Linked DNA regions of Mus musculus: all the other regions are linked to region 3. A link is a contact called in public ChIA-PET data. All regions are on one chromosome and are shown on one strand. The core of a region is the stretch at or near the end of the contact, and the rest is flanking DNA. Distances in the headings are between cores, read along the strand shown. Region 1 holds the start of Crot (carnitine O-octanoyltransferase). Region 2 has its middle 14 kb from the start of Gm31449. Region 3 overlaps Slc25a40 (solute carrier family 25, member 40).

Evidence for each region. ChIA-PET counts read pairs in DNA pulled down with a chosen protein or histone mark.
Region 1: a contact with region 3 is called in an RNA polymerase II ChIA-PET map of effector CD8 T cells, with 15 read pairs. The contact joins the promoter of Crot here to the enhancer-like site in region 3. A contact is called at or near these places in 15 of 39 promoter capture datasets (the 3T3-L1 cell line, 3T3-L1-derived adipocytes, the C10 cell line and 8 more), 10 of 115 datasets of contacts at active chromatin or transcription factors (the SCID.adh cell line, bone marrow-derived macrophages, effector CD8 T cells and 5 more) and 2 of 9 other capture datasets (adipose tissue and liver).
Region 2: an RNA polymerase II ChIA-PET map of effector CD8 T cells shows a contact between it and region 3, with 8 times the contacts expected there. The contact joins two enhancer-like sites. A contact is called at or near these places in 2 of 115 datasets of contacts at active chromatin or transcription factors (effector CD8 T cells and memory CD8 T cells).

Annotation. Positions count from the first base shown.
Region 1 is chr5:8,995,420-8,999,531 of GRCm38.p6, forward strand. Crot (carnitine O-octanoyltransferase) reads right to left here and starts at 1,727. Exons shown (of 18, transcript NM_023733.3): 1 at 1,685-1,727; 2 at 1,033-1,128.
Region 2 is chr5:9,057,434-9,061,273 of GRCm38.p6, forward strand. No RefSeq gene overlaps it. Among named protein-coding and RNA genes, the nearest start is that of Gm31449, 14 kb to the right of the region's middle. Within about 2 kb of position 2,093, at least 36 of the 459 cell types and tissues checked have an H3K27ac peak or open chromatin away from gene starts, as enhancers often do. A contact at or near this core is called in effector CD8 T cells and memory CD8 T cells, where this site is marked.
Region 3 is chr5:8,454,549-8,458,521 of GRCm38.p6, forward strand. It overlaps Slc25a40 (solute carrier family 25, member 40), which reads left to right. Exons shown (of 12, transcript NM_178766.5): 12 at 1-291. Among named protein-coding and RNA genes, the nearest start is that of Slc25a40, 34 kb to the left of the region's middle. Within about 2 kb of position 2,208, at least 51 of the 459 cell types and tissues checked have an H3K27ac peak or open chromatin away from gene starts, as enhancers often do. A contact at or near this core is called in the SCID.adh cell line, effector CD8 T cells, memory CD8 T cells and 1 more, where this site is marked.

The DNA.
Region 1 (4,112 bases), core at 477-2,976, 540 kb after region 3:
TTTTGTCAGACAGGCTTGCCTGAATTCACATGGGTCAGCCTGCCTCTGACTCCCTAGTGCTGGGAATATATGCCACCAACACCCACCCAGCTCTAGGCAAGTAACTTTAATTGAATCTCTTTATCTTGGCATGTATAACCATATAATTAGTCATCAGACTTTTTAATGCCATAAAAACAACTCATCCTGAAACAACTATATTATGGACTATAATGGGCAGAATTGTTATGATGACCTAACTCCTACCTACTCTTTTTAGTCCCCAGAACTTGTCATTATGATAGAACATCATTACTCCTATGGTTGCAACTGGGTTTCACCTACAAAAAAAAAAAAAAAAAAAAAAAGGCTTAAAATAGAGAGGACCTAACCTAATCATTTGAGTGCTTGAGCAGAGATACTGCCACACCTCTGTGTCTACATCTATGTCTTTAATGATCTGTGTCTACATCCATGTCCTTAACGAACTCAGAGACAAACAGGACTTGCAGGAAATGGGATTAATCCTAATGCAAGTGAACAGGGGTTAGACTCTGCCAACTCGAATGAACCTGAAAAGGGAGTCTCCCCCTAAAACTTCAGAAAGTAACTCATAACAGAAACCCTGGTCTCTCCTTTTGTGCGTCCATGCAGGGTAAGCAGCTAAGCTTGCTCGGACTTCAGATCTTCAGAAACTCAAAGTCTGTGTTCCTTTAACCGCTAAACATGTCACTGTCTGCTGTAACAGCAATAGGAAACTAATGCAAGCATGCCGGGCAAGCTGATCTCATTACACTTCCTTGTCATTTAACAGATCCCACAAAGAAGACCAGAGTACTAATTTTATGCCTGCTGCAGTGCTTAGCCCCTGCAAGGTTAAGCCGACTACAGATTCTTTAAGAGTTGTCTTAAGTTTTCAACCATATAAAACTAGTTAAACGATTCCAATAAAATTAAGAAAACGATGACAGTGGACTTTCTGAAAGCAAGGTGATGTGAACGCGAGAGAGGTGGGAAAATAGAACCAGGAAGTAAACAAATAGGGTCACATACCAGTAAACCACGAAGAAGTGCTCAGGACCTCCAGGAGCCTGCTTGAACAATTCGGAAAGGAAACCACAGGGAACCCGAACTGGCCAAGCCTGGTGACTGTGGAAAGGAAGAAATACACTCAAGTAAAGATCAGGAAAGGAGAAGAGGATAGTGACAGAAGCTGGAAATACAGAGAACGGACATCTGCTAGACATGAGATTTATATCACTACAGAGCTAGCTATGTTCCAAGCAGCCTATCAGATGGACCCAAGGGGCACAGGGAACCTTCCGGTGCCCGCGGGGAGGTTGCAGCAGAAGCAGAAAGCAATAAAGTTCAGAAACTCCTCCCACCAAAACAAGGGCAGCTTCTCACCGAGGATAAGGACAAGGGGAGAAAAACCAAGAAACATGCACACGCAAAACCAACCAATCGATCAAGCACTCTAGCACTCTAGCACTCTAGCGAGGCCGGTGCAACTGAGAGAGGACACCCCAAACCAGAAGGGCAAGATGCTCGGGGGGGGGGGGGGGCACCACGCCCGCGCCAGACGGGGCGCCTGGGCGCACAGCCCGACTGCACTCAGCTCGGCTTCCTGCTACTGCAATACCCTTCGACCCCCTCGCCATGTGGGAGGGGAAGGAGAGCGAGCAGCCGGCCCCAGAATCCTCACCTCCCGCGCCCCTCTTGTCCCTCTGCGTCGGCCTGCAGGCTCTGGGCTGTCCTGAGGCCGGACCAGAACGGAAAACCGCGAGGGTCCCGCCCTGTGCGCGTCGGGGAACGGGATTGGACGGGAAGCCGCGAGGGTCCCACCCCGCGCTGGAAGGGGTGGGCTGTCGAGGCTTGCTGGTCCCGCCCCCGCCGGGTTCTCGGGCTCTGGTGGCGTCCTAGGCTGCAGACCCCGGGAACGCAGCAGAAAGTCAGATAAGCGCCCTGCAGTCCCCGCTACAGCAGCTTCCTTCCGGATGCTGCGGGAGATTGGCCTCCGTCCAGAGATCTACCCACTCTCGGGCACAGCCCTGTGGCTGCGTAAGGAGGCCCACGGCTCAGCCTGCTTTTCGCCGAACTCTTAGGGGCTTGGCGCTGTGTTCTTTCTTCCCAGTCGCTCCCCCTTCTTTGTGCCAGCCTCCTTTGCATGGCCCAGGCAAGCATTTATACTACTTTAGATATAAATTTAAGAATTTATACTGAGACATTTTATTTTGTCTACCCTGTGTGCTGGCAAGAGAATAGCAGGCGAATGGATCCGGTTTGGCCTCGTCGCCTCTTTGAGACTTAAGATTTGGCCAACTCCCAGCCATCTAGGGCAAGCCCTTGCAGTCTCTAGCGATGGTCAAGCTTCAAGCTTTGGCCTTGCCTGAATATTTTTATCATCCAAGAAGTTGCGTTTTTAAAAAGCTAGCACGTCCTAGAGGAAGACTATGAGGTATTTTTAGTTTCACAGGTCAATGCCCTTTTTTTCATTTACCTCCTGAAATAAATTGATACAATTTTAAACTTATATACACTTTTTATTTGTACTTCTGTTTTGTTTTCGTGGAAGGAAAAATATTTTACCTGCTCCTGCATAGTTAAGTTATTCAACAGTTTAATGACTTCATTTCAAATTAGTATATTAAAAGCTGCTGTCTTTCCGAAATCCTTTTGAGTTTCCCGCAGAATTACTAATATGTTTCATGACTGCACAGCGTTGCTGGAGGTATTACATAATCAAGCTGGATAATCTCTCTAAGCTTGTCAAAGTGACTGTGTTAAAGAACTTTTCCCCCTCATAGTATGTAAGTGTTCCGTTCCGGATATTATATTATGCTTCGAAAATAGAATTCTTAGACTGACTGGATTTCTCAGAAACCTTCATTGTCTTTTTTTTTTTTTTTTTTTTTTTTTTTTAGTAAAAAAAATTTTGGCACCTCTTTAGAAGTTTACGCATATTGAATGTTTGCTGGTGGCAAAGAATTTAGGGTCACTCACCTTCACTGTTTTTGTGAGTTTGGTAATCTCACCAAACCAGGCCTTTATGCAGGGTCTTTAACACTGAGCTACATTCAAGCCCTGCTGCAAGTTTCTCTTCTTCCTGGTTTTGTTAAGCAGAAACGGTGTCTCCATGAAGATCTTGGCTTCTCATAAAAAGAAAACAACCTCGGGACTGAAAAAAATCAGTAGAACCTGGAGAATGTGAGAAAAATGACCATCTCTGTAAAACTGTAATTAAGCAGAGTCCTGAAAATGTTTTCTACCAAATGTATAATAGATATTTTAATGTCAAATTTAAAATCGGTAGCACTCAGATTAAATTTGAACAAGCTTGTATTTCTTAGCTCAGGATAGACAGATCTTGATGGCTGAGGAAGATATTGCAAGCTTTTGGAGTATGTCTTATAGCAACAACTTGTCCCAAGTCTTAAAATTGACTATTAAAGTTATATAAAAAATCATTCGGGCTGGAGAGATGGCTCAGCAGGTAAGAGCACCAACTGCTCTTCCAGAGGACCTGAGTTCAAATCCCAACAACTACATGCTGGCTCACAACCACCCATAATGAGATCTGACTCCCTCTTCTGGAGTATCCAACCGGAGTGAGCAGAGGTCTAAAAATTCAATTCGCAACAGCCACATGAAGGCTCACAACCATCTGTACAGTGTACTCATATACATAAAATAAATAAATCTTTAAAAAATCATTCATTTATGTGTATGAAGGGATCCATATGGACCCAGGACCCCAGGGCAAGGGGCTACCTCTGGCTAGAGAGGAGGCAGATGTGGCACATAGGCAAATGACAGTGTCAAGTCAAGGGCAAGCCCTGAGCTAGGATGAGGTGTTGACTTTCATTAGACAGATTAGGTCAGTCAAAGGAGCGGAGGGTTGATAGCTGAACCGCAATACTTTGATAACTAGACTTTGGTAGTCCGCCTCAGGAGAGGGAAATGACCAAATAAGGGAATAGACCTTGTTGGCTAGTTATAGGAATAAAATCTAATAGTTTCCAGCAAGACAGTGGGAATCAGGGAGAAAGGCAATGCCTACCAGAGCCATGTGTGACATGCTCGGGCTGGCTAGAGTCCATTCAGTGTAGCTCTTTCTCCATACACTACCAAAT
Region 2 (3,840 bases), core at 843-3,342, 600 kb after region 3:
ACCGAGCCAGCTCTGGGCAGTCCCATTCCTGGGTATGTGGTCAAGGCCATAGAAGATTGTGTAAGCGATGGAGAGCAGCCAGTAAGCATCATTCCTCTATGATCTCTGCTTCAGTTTCTGCCTCCTTCCCTGGCTTCCTTTGATAATGGACTCTGTAAAACAAGTCAACCTTTCCTCCCTGAGATGCTTTTGTTCATAGTGTTTATCACAGTACAAAGATCAAGTAGAGCAATTCCTTATCAAATCGACTATAGTCATAAGTGACCTATGTAAGCTTACATCATACCCCCAGGTTTAATGTAGAGTAGCCAAGGAAAGCTTGCCAAGTGCGAGCCTTTGTAGAACACCTAATTGATAAAATCTCCTGTTCACTAGTCTTGGCTCTGAATGCTTTCCTTTCTTTACATTATTTCTCCTTGACTCCCACTTTCTTTCCAGTGTTTCACTGTGTGTTAGACCAGGCTGCTCTGGAACTTGCAGTGATCTGCTTTCTTTGTCTCCTGAGTACAATTTACAGAAGTATGCTACAACGCATAGCTTAAATATTTTTTCTCTAACAGTGAAACCTGGTGGCACTGGGAGAAAAAGTCACCGTAGAGCCTTTGTATCTCTCCTTCAAAACCTCACCAGCCTTCCTCACCAGGAGTGTAATGGCTCTCTTTCTGAATACACTAGACCCTTTGGTTCCTATGTTGATTCTTCTTAATTGACACATCTTAATTTTATGTATTTGTGGTGTATTTTGTGACACTTCAATACATGTATATAATGTGTGATGATCAGAACAGAGTAAGTGCTCTGTAGTCATACATAACCAATGAGTTGACTGGAATTGGGTGGGGAGGACAAAACCTCATTTCAGTTAGGACTTGGCTGTGCACTGACAAGTTTATGGTATCATATATCACCTAGGCATCTTCCAGTCCCAATCATATTAAGGTTTAATCTCACACTTGACCTTCTTAGTTTTTTGAGACAGGATTTCTCTGGGTAGAGGCGACTGTCCTGGAACTTACTCTGTAGACCAAGCTGGCCTTGAACTCACAGAGATCCATCTGCCTTTGTCTCCCAAATGCAGGGATCAAAGGTGTTCACCACCACCTCTCAGATTACTCTGAATCTTTTATCTCCTAATTTTACTTGATACGTTTTATAACTCCTTTCCTTTCAGGCTGGTGCTATCTTCCTTCACTAGTAATTAAACTAATCCTAATTGTTCTGCCTGATTTTTATATTACTAATATATATGGATGCATATATGTTATAATACTTATGCATTTAGATATATACATATGTATATGTGTGTGTGTGTGTGTGTGTGTGTGTGTGTGTATGCCAATAATTCACCAACCTTTATTATGTAGAGTTAACAATCAAAACTCCAATGCTTGCAAGATGGCTCAGTAGGTAAAAGAATTTGCTGCCAAGCCTGACCATCAGAGTTCAATCCCTGCACTCCCACGTGGTGGGAGGAGATAACTTAACCTTGCAAGTTGTCCTCTGTTGTCTACACACATTCTGAGTAACGCACGAGCGCGCGCACACACACACACACACACACACACACACACACACGAAAAAATAAAATATAAACACACTACCAAAAGTCTCCCTTCTTTCAATGGAAACCTAAACCATGGAATGCAACCTTATTTCATATCTTAGGAAACTGTAAAATTTTGCTTCATTTCTAACACGATGTAAGAAGTATTTTCTTAGTACAGCTAACACAGGTTGAAGTATGAAAGTTTCTCAGTACAGAAACACAGGTTGAAGTGTGAAAGTTTTTCAGAGGCAGCAGTTGGTATCTTCCCTGAAGTTTCCCTGGCACTTTTACTGAATGTTTTCTGTACATTCTGGGAGATGTTGTACCAAACGCATCACCCGCTAGGGAAGGAGGGGCTGTGATGCTGCTGTGACATCAAAGGTAGAAGGGGGTGAATGTTCAGCTAGTTTAAGCAAGGAGAAGCAAAAGCATAAATTGAAAACTACATCAATTGAAGCGCAAACTCCTCCTCATCCAAAAGAGCGGAGGTTATAAACAAGTTTGCTGGGCAGACTGAGTCAGAGACTGAGTAGTTAAAATGAAACAGAAAGCACTAGCAACTCCCAACACTGAACTCTGGGTGGTGTAAACTGCTAACAAATTCCACTCCTGGATGAGGAAACACAAATTGTTTTATGTAATTAAAAGTTCAACCATTCCCAAAGATTTCTATTTTGGGGAATAGAAACTGGAGGAAGCAAAGTAATTGAGTGTTGATTAAAATTAGAAAATCAGGTTCCCTAACTCTATTGGGGGAAAATCCCTAAATCATTTTCCCAGCAAAGAGGGAAGCCATGCATATTTCTCTCTGGCATTAACAATGGCTGTGTGGAGAGTGATTCATTAATTGGTTTGCTAACAAATAGCATGCCCTACTTTCACACACTAAGATTGTTTCCACGAATGCAAGCAATGGTCTGAAGCAGCCATGTTCCTAACAATGTGGAGCTGCAAAACAAATTTCAGAAAAGGGTCGTGAGTTTCCTAAAAGGTGGGGAAAATGAATTAACATTATTCTGGTCTCTTTCTGAGGCTAATATAGATGGTGAGGATGACGCATCGGGGTCAAAGCCATTAATCTGCTGTAGAATTTAATCCTGATAAATGAATAAAAGGCTATAAACAAGTTTATTGTAAATATCTCTTGAATAAGAAAACCGTGAATCATCTTCATGTTCAGAAATAGTTATGAGTTTCTGGTTTTCCAGTGTAAGAACCCAAGGCAAGACTTCTGTAACAGGTATAAGAGTTGACAGTGACAGCTACAAGTGGAAGCGACGATGTCAGCTCCCCGTTTTCCAGTTAAAAGAGTAGCAGGTATGAAATATAAGACGAAGCTTTCCCTCTGGCCGTTCTGAGGAAGAAAGCCAGTACGTTATCTGTGGGAAGCAAGCGCTCGACTGCACAGCCACATCGGCCGACAGTTGCATTTAAGCTGCCGTCAGCCTACCACGCATGTGCTGAGCCCACGTGGTATGAGGGTACAGTTGTTTCCTGTGCTGCTATGTCTACTCCTCAAAATCTTTTTATATAAAACTATAAACTCACTTGGGTAACACCTAGTGAAGGCTTCTTAACTTATGTTAATAATCTCTGCTTTTGATGCACTAGTTAGCGTTCTTTGAGTGAATATTTATGGAAGAAACTAAGGAATACTCTGCACGACTTCATGTTACAAGCTACTTTGGGGCCATTCTGACTTCAGTTGTGCGCTATGGGCTGTATGTGTTACTTCATACTGCTACAGTGGTGGCGTACGCCTTTAATCCCAGCACTTGGGAGGCAGAGGCAGGCGGATTTCTGAGTTCGAGGCCAGCCTGGTCTACAGAGTGAGTTCTAGGACAGCCAGGGCTACACAGAGAAACCCTGTCTCCAAAAACAAAACAAAACAAAACAAAACAAAACAAAACCTAATTCTTAAATAATAGAAAACCACCAGGAAGCAGCTCAGAGAGAGAAGTTTCAGAAGTAGGATTCCAGTACTAGCTAGACTCTCACATCTCCCCTCTTCCCACTCTGCCACCTCCTTTCTGACATCATTACTCCTGATTTTTGTTGCTGCTTCTACCATGTCCTTAAGACTATCTCTTACTTTGCCTTTTAAAGCTATCTCTATGAAATGCATGAGAAGTTATTGGTACTCTCATAAAATCAACAGTAGAGTTGGGAGGATGTGATTCATCACCTGCCTAAGCCAGAGTAGGGAGCATGACCTGCATGAAGTAATGAACCATGATTCTGTACATTGCATACATTCTATAAACCCACCTGACGCTGTGCTCTTCTTTTATCTC
Region 3 (3,973 bases), core at 958-3,457:
TCTCTATAAAGCAAAAAGCACTTTATCACGTTTTATGTGTATTCTATGAAATATGACGTATACCCTCCCTGCCTAATGTATTTCGGTGACAATGATCTCTAGGGTTGGTAGGTGAACAAATGCATTTTGTATCATAGTGGAAAGTGTTTGTATGTTTCATCAGAAATAAATGATACATGGTTTATTGTACCATGTTGTTTTACATTACAATCCTGTGTTGGTTTACATTAAAATATTAATATATACAGATGTGTATTTGTGATTTGTAGTAGTAAAAATTTTAAAATCCTGACCCAGGCCTTCTTTTCTGTCTTAGACAGTTTATGTTGTCAGATGAAATACAATGAAAGATGCACATAATCTTTATTCTTTTAATATGCCTTAGGCATATAACAGCTGCACAGTAGCTGGGCAGCTGCCTACCCTCCATGCTGTTAGAATCTACTTTCCTATTGATAACCCTGAGTTATCACATACTGTTTACTATGTTCCCCCTGGGTTACTCCTAACTCCAGTGGGGCAGCCCTCTGGGCCATGTTCTCTTGGCCCTTAGCCCATGGTGGCTCGCCTCCATCCTGCATGTTCTTTGTGGCAGAACCTTCCCCTAATGAATAAAGATTTCAAGGGGCCAATCACTGGGTGAGGAGTAGGTGGAACTTCCCAGTTGGGGAGAGGAAGAAAGAAGACTTCCTTTTAGACCAGAGAGAGCTTGGAGGCACAATGTAGGTACCCAGAACACACAAACACACACATCAGGTTAGAATATATATAACTTAATTTATATAACTTAAAGTAGCTTACAAAATTATGAAGATAGTTTCTGTGCCCAGCATTGTGTTACCCGTTGATCCTAAGCTAAGATTGTGTGGTTTTTCTTCAAGTGGAGTCTCAACTGGGATCCAGAGAAAAGTACGACGACAGGGCACCCCAGCCAGCAACGGGAATTGGGAAGTGTGGGCCATGGGTGGCAACATCCCACCATGGGAACTTAGCATCCTAGTGGGAGAACTCTGGCTGGCCTGGCCTGGCCTCCTGTGCCTTGCCAGTGATAGTGTGGATTACCATTTAACATTTCACACAATACTTCTTCCTGTATTCCTGGTGCCTTCTTCCTGCTCTCTCCTTGTGGTCTCTCTAAGCCCACCTGTGTCTCTTCTGCCCAGCTATTGGCTGTTGGCATCTTTATTCTCCAATCAGAATTACTTTGGGGCCTTCACTTAGCATTACAGTTGACAGGAAGAGAGAAACCACAAAAGTGATTTCCTTTCCTTTTTTTTTTTTTAATTAAAATATGTTGTGCTTGCTTAGAAGTACCACTGGCTTTCATATACAATCACTATAAAATGCTATGAAATACATACATGAAAGTTCATTATTAAACTTAACCTTTCCCTTAAGTTGTTATATTTCTTTTTTATTGTTAGAAAAGAGCAGGGAACAGAGCATAGAAACATATTTGAAATAGTATTATTGTTAATATGGGAAAAGGTCCCCTATTCTTGCCAAAAAAAAGTGATTAGGACAAAAATAAGTTAACTACATTTTTGTTAGTGACACATTGCAAGCCATGCAGCTGGATAAGAAGTGTAAATTGGGACTGGAAATCTGGCTCAGCTTACAAGCATTGACTGCTCTTCCAGAGAACCTGAGTTCCTTTCCCAGCAACCACATGGTACTTCACAACTATCTGTAGCTTCAGTTCCAGTGGGCTTCCACAGGCACTACATACACGTAGTATATATACATACGTGTCTATATACATAAGAGTGTAGGCAAAACACCCATACACAAGAAATTGTTTTAAAAAATGACATTTTCCCTACTTTTAACTCATTAGCATTAATATTTGGAAAATAACTTTGTTTTATAGTAGTATTTGAATACATTTAGTTTCTGAAATAAATATTACTCTTTAAATTTTCTCCAAAACTTTTCTCTTCTAAATTAATGTAACCATTGTTGGCTTGAATGGCTATCCTCAGATATCACATTATAGTAACAAACTAAGCTTTTGACCCTGTATGCTTGTTAGGTTTTTGGTGCATTCACGTGGGATTTGCAGAGTGTATATGCACGTTCTTTGTCATGTGGTTGGTTGTTGCCTGAATGTGAGACGTTCCTCATACGTGCCTATGTTTAAACACTCAGTCCACAGTTGGTAGCCTTGTTTTAGAAGTTGTGGGTTCTTTAGTAGCTAGAGCCTTGATGGAGACAGTGAGTCACTGTGGGTGGGGCTTCAGGTTGGCACTCTTTCTCTAGGTTGGCAGTGCAGTGTAACCAGCCTGCTTCACACTCTTGCTGCCACCACGATAAGCTACATTCCTGGGGATAAGCCACAATGGACACTTCTCTCAAGTTGCTTCTTTCTAGGGATTTGGGCAAAATGACAATCCTAGTGATGATTATTATAAAGGATACAAACTTAAGGTTTAATGTTAAAGAAAAGTTAAGTTCTCATAATTTATTACTGAAATACTGTTTTTAAAGAAATGTATTAAAACCTTTAACCACATACACATTAACCTAATACATATCTGGCTTTTTACAAAATGGAGTAAAATTCAATTTTCCCCAAAAATGTTCTTGCATATGACACATGATTTTTTTTTCTCTACTTTTCTTGGGCATAAATTTAGGGACACATGAAAATTTTATTCACTGTATTACTTTTACATTTTTCCAAAATTAGAATTAGAATTCTAAAATTCCCATTTTAGAATTAGAGACTGTTGCTTTTATTTGTTAATCTGTCAACATTTATTAAGACATTTTAAATCTGGAAAGATAGCTCAATAGGTAAAGATGTTTGCCACCAAGCATAACAACCTGTGTTCAAGCCCCAGGTTCCACACAGGATAGAATCAGTTCTGACAACTGGGGCAAGTAACCCAACAGTCTGAAAGCCTCCCTGGAGTTCTGTACACAGGGGAACAGAAACCACAGTCCATAGGCCTCCCTGGAGAACATCTGCACACAGGGCAACAAGTTGACTGCTCCTCTGAAAACCAAAGAGTCTAAAGGCCTCACAGGAGATCTACTGCAGCCAGGGCAACGGATACTTAGCTCCTCTACCCCTCTTAAGACCCCACAGTTGGAAGGCCCCACGGAAGGAAGAAATACAGGAAAACACAATCAAACAGATGAAGGAATTGAATAAAGCAGTCAAAACCTAAAAGTGGAAGTGGAAACAATAAAGAAAACACAAATGGAGACAACCCTGGAAATGGGAAACCTAGGAAAGAGGTCAGGAATTACAGAGGTAAGCATCACCAACTTGAGTTGTTCAGTTTCCATGGGTATGTGGGCTTACTGTAGTTTTGGTTCTTACTGAAGACCAGCTTTAATTCGTAATCGTCTGATAGGATGCATGGGATTATTTCAGTCTTCTTGTATTGGTTGAGGCCTGTTTTGTGCCCAATCATATGGTCAGTTTTGGAGAAGGTACCATGAGGTGCTGAGAAGAGGTATATTGTTTTGTTTTAGGGTGAAATGTTCTGTAAATGTCTGTTAAATCCATTTGGTTCATAACCTCTATTAGTTTCACTGTGCCTCTGTTTAGTTTCTGTTTCCATGATCTGTCCATTGATGAGGTTGGGGTGTTGAAGTCTCCCACTATTATTGTGTGGGGTGCAACATGTGCTTTGAGCTGTACTAAAGTTTCTTTTATGAATGTGGATGCCCTTGCATTTGTGGCATAGATGTTCAGAATTGAGACTTTCTCTTGGTGGATTTTTTACTTTGATGAATATGAAATGTCCTTCCTCATCTCACTGATAACTTTTAGTTGAAAGTCTATTTTATTGGATATTAGGATGGCAACTCTAGCTTGTTTCTTGGAACCGTTTGCTTGGAAGACCTTTTCCCAGCCTTTTACTCTGAGCATAGTGTTGCTTATGGTCTTGTATTTGCCTCTCACCATCTGGTTATCTCTGGTATTAGCTGGACTGGGTGTCTCTGTTTGGTGCCTGCCTCT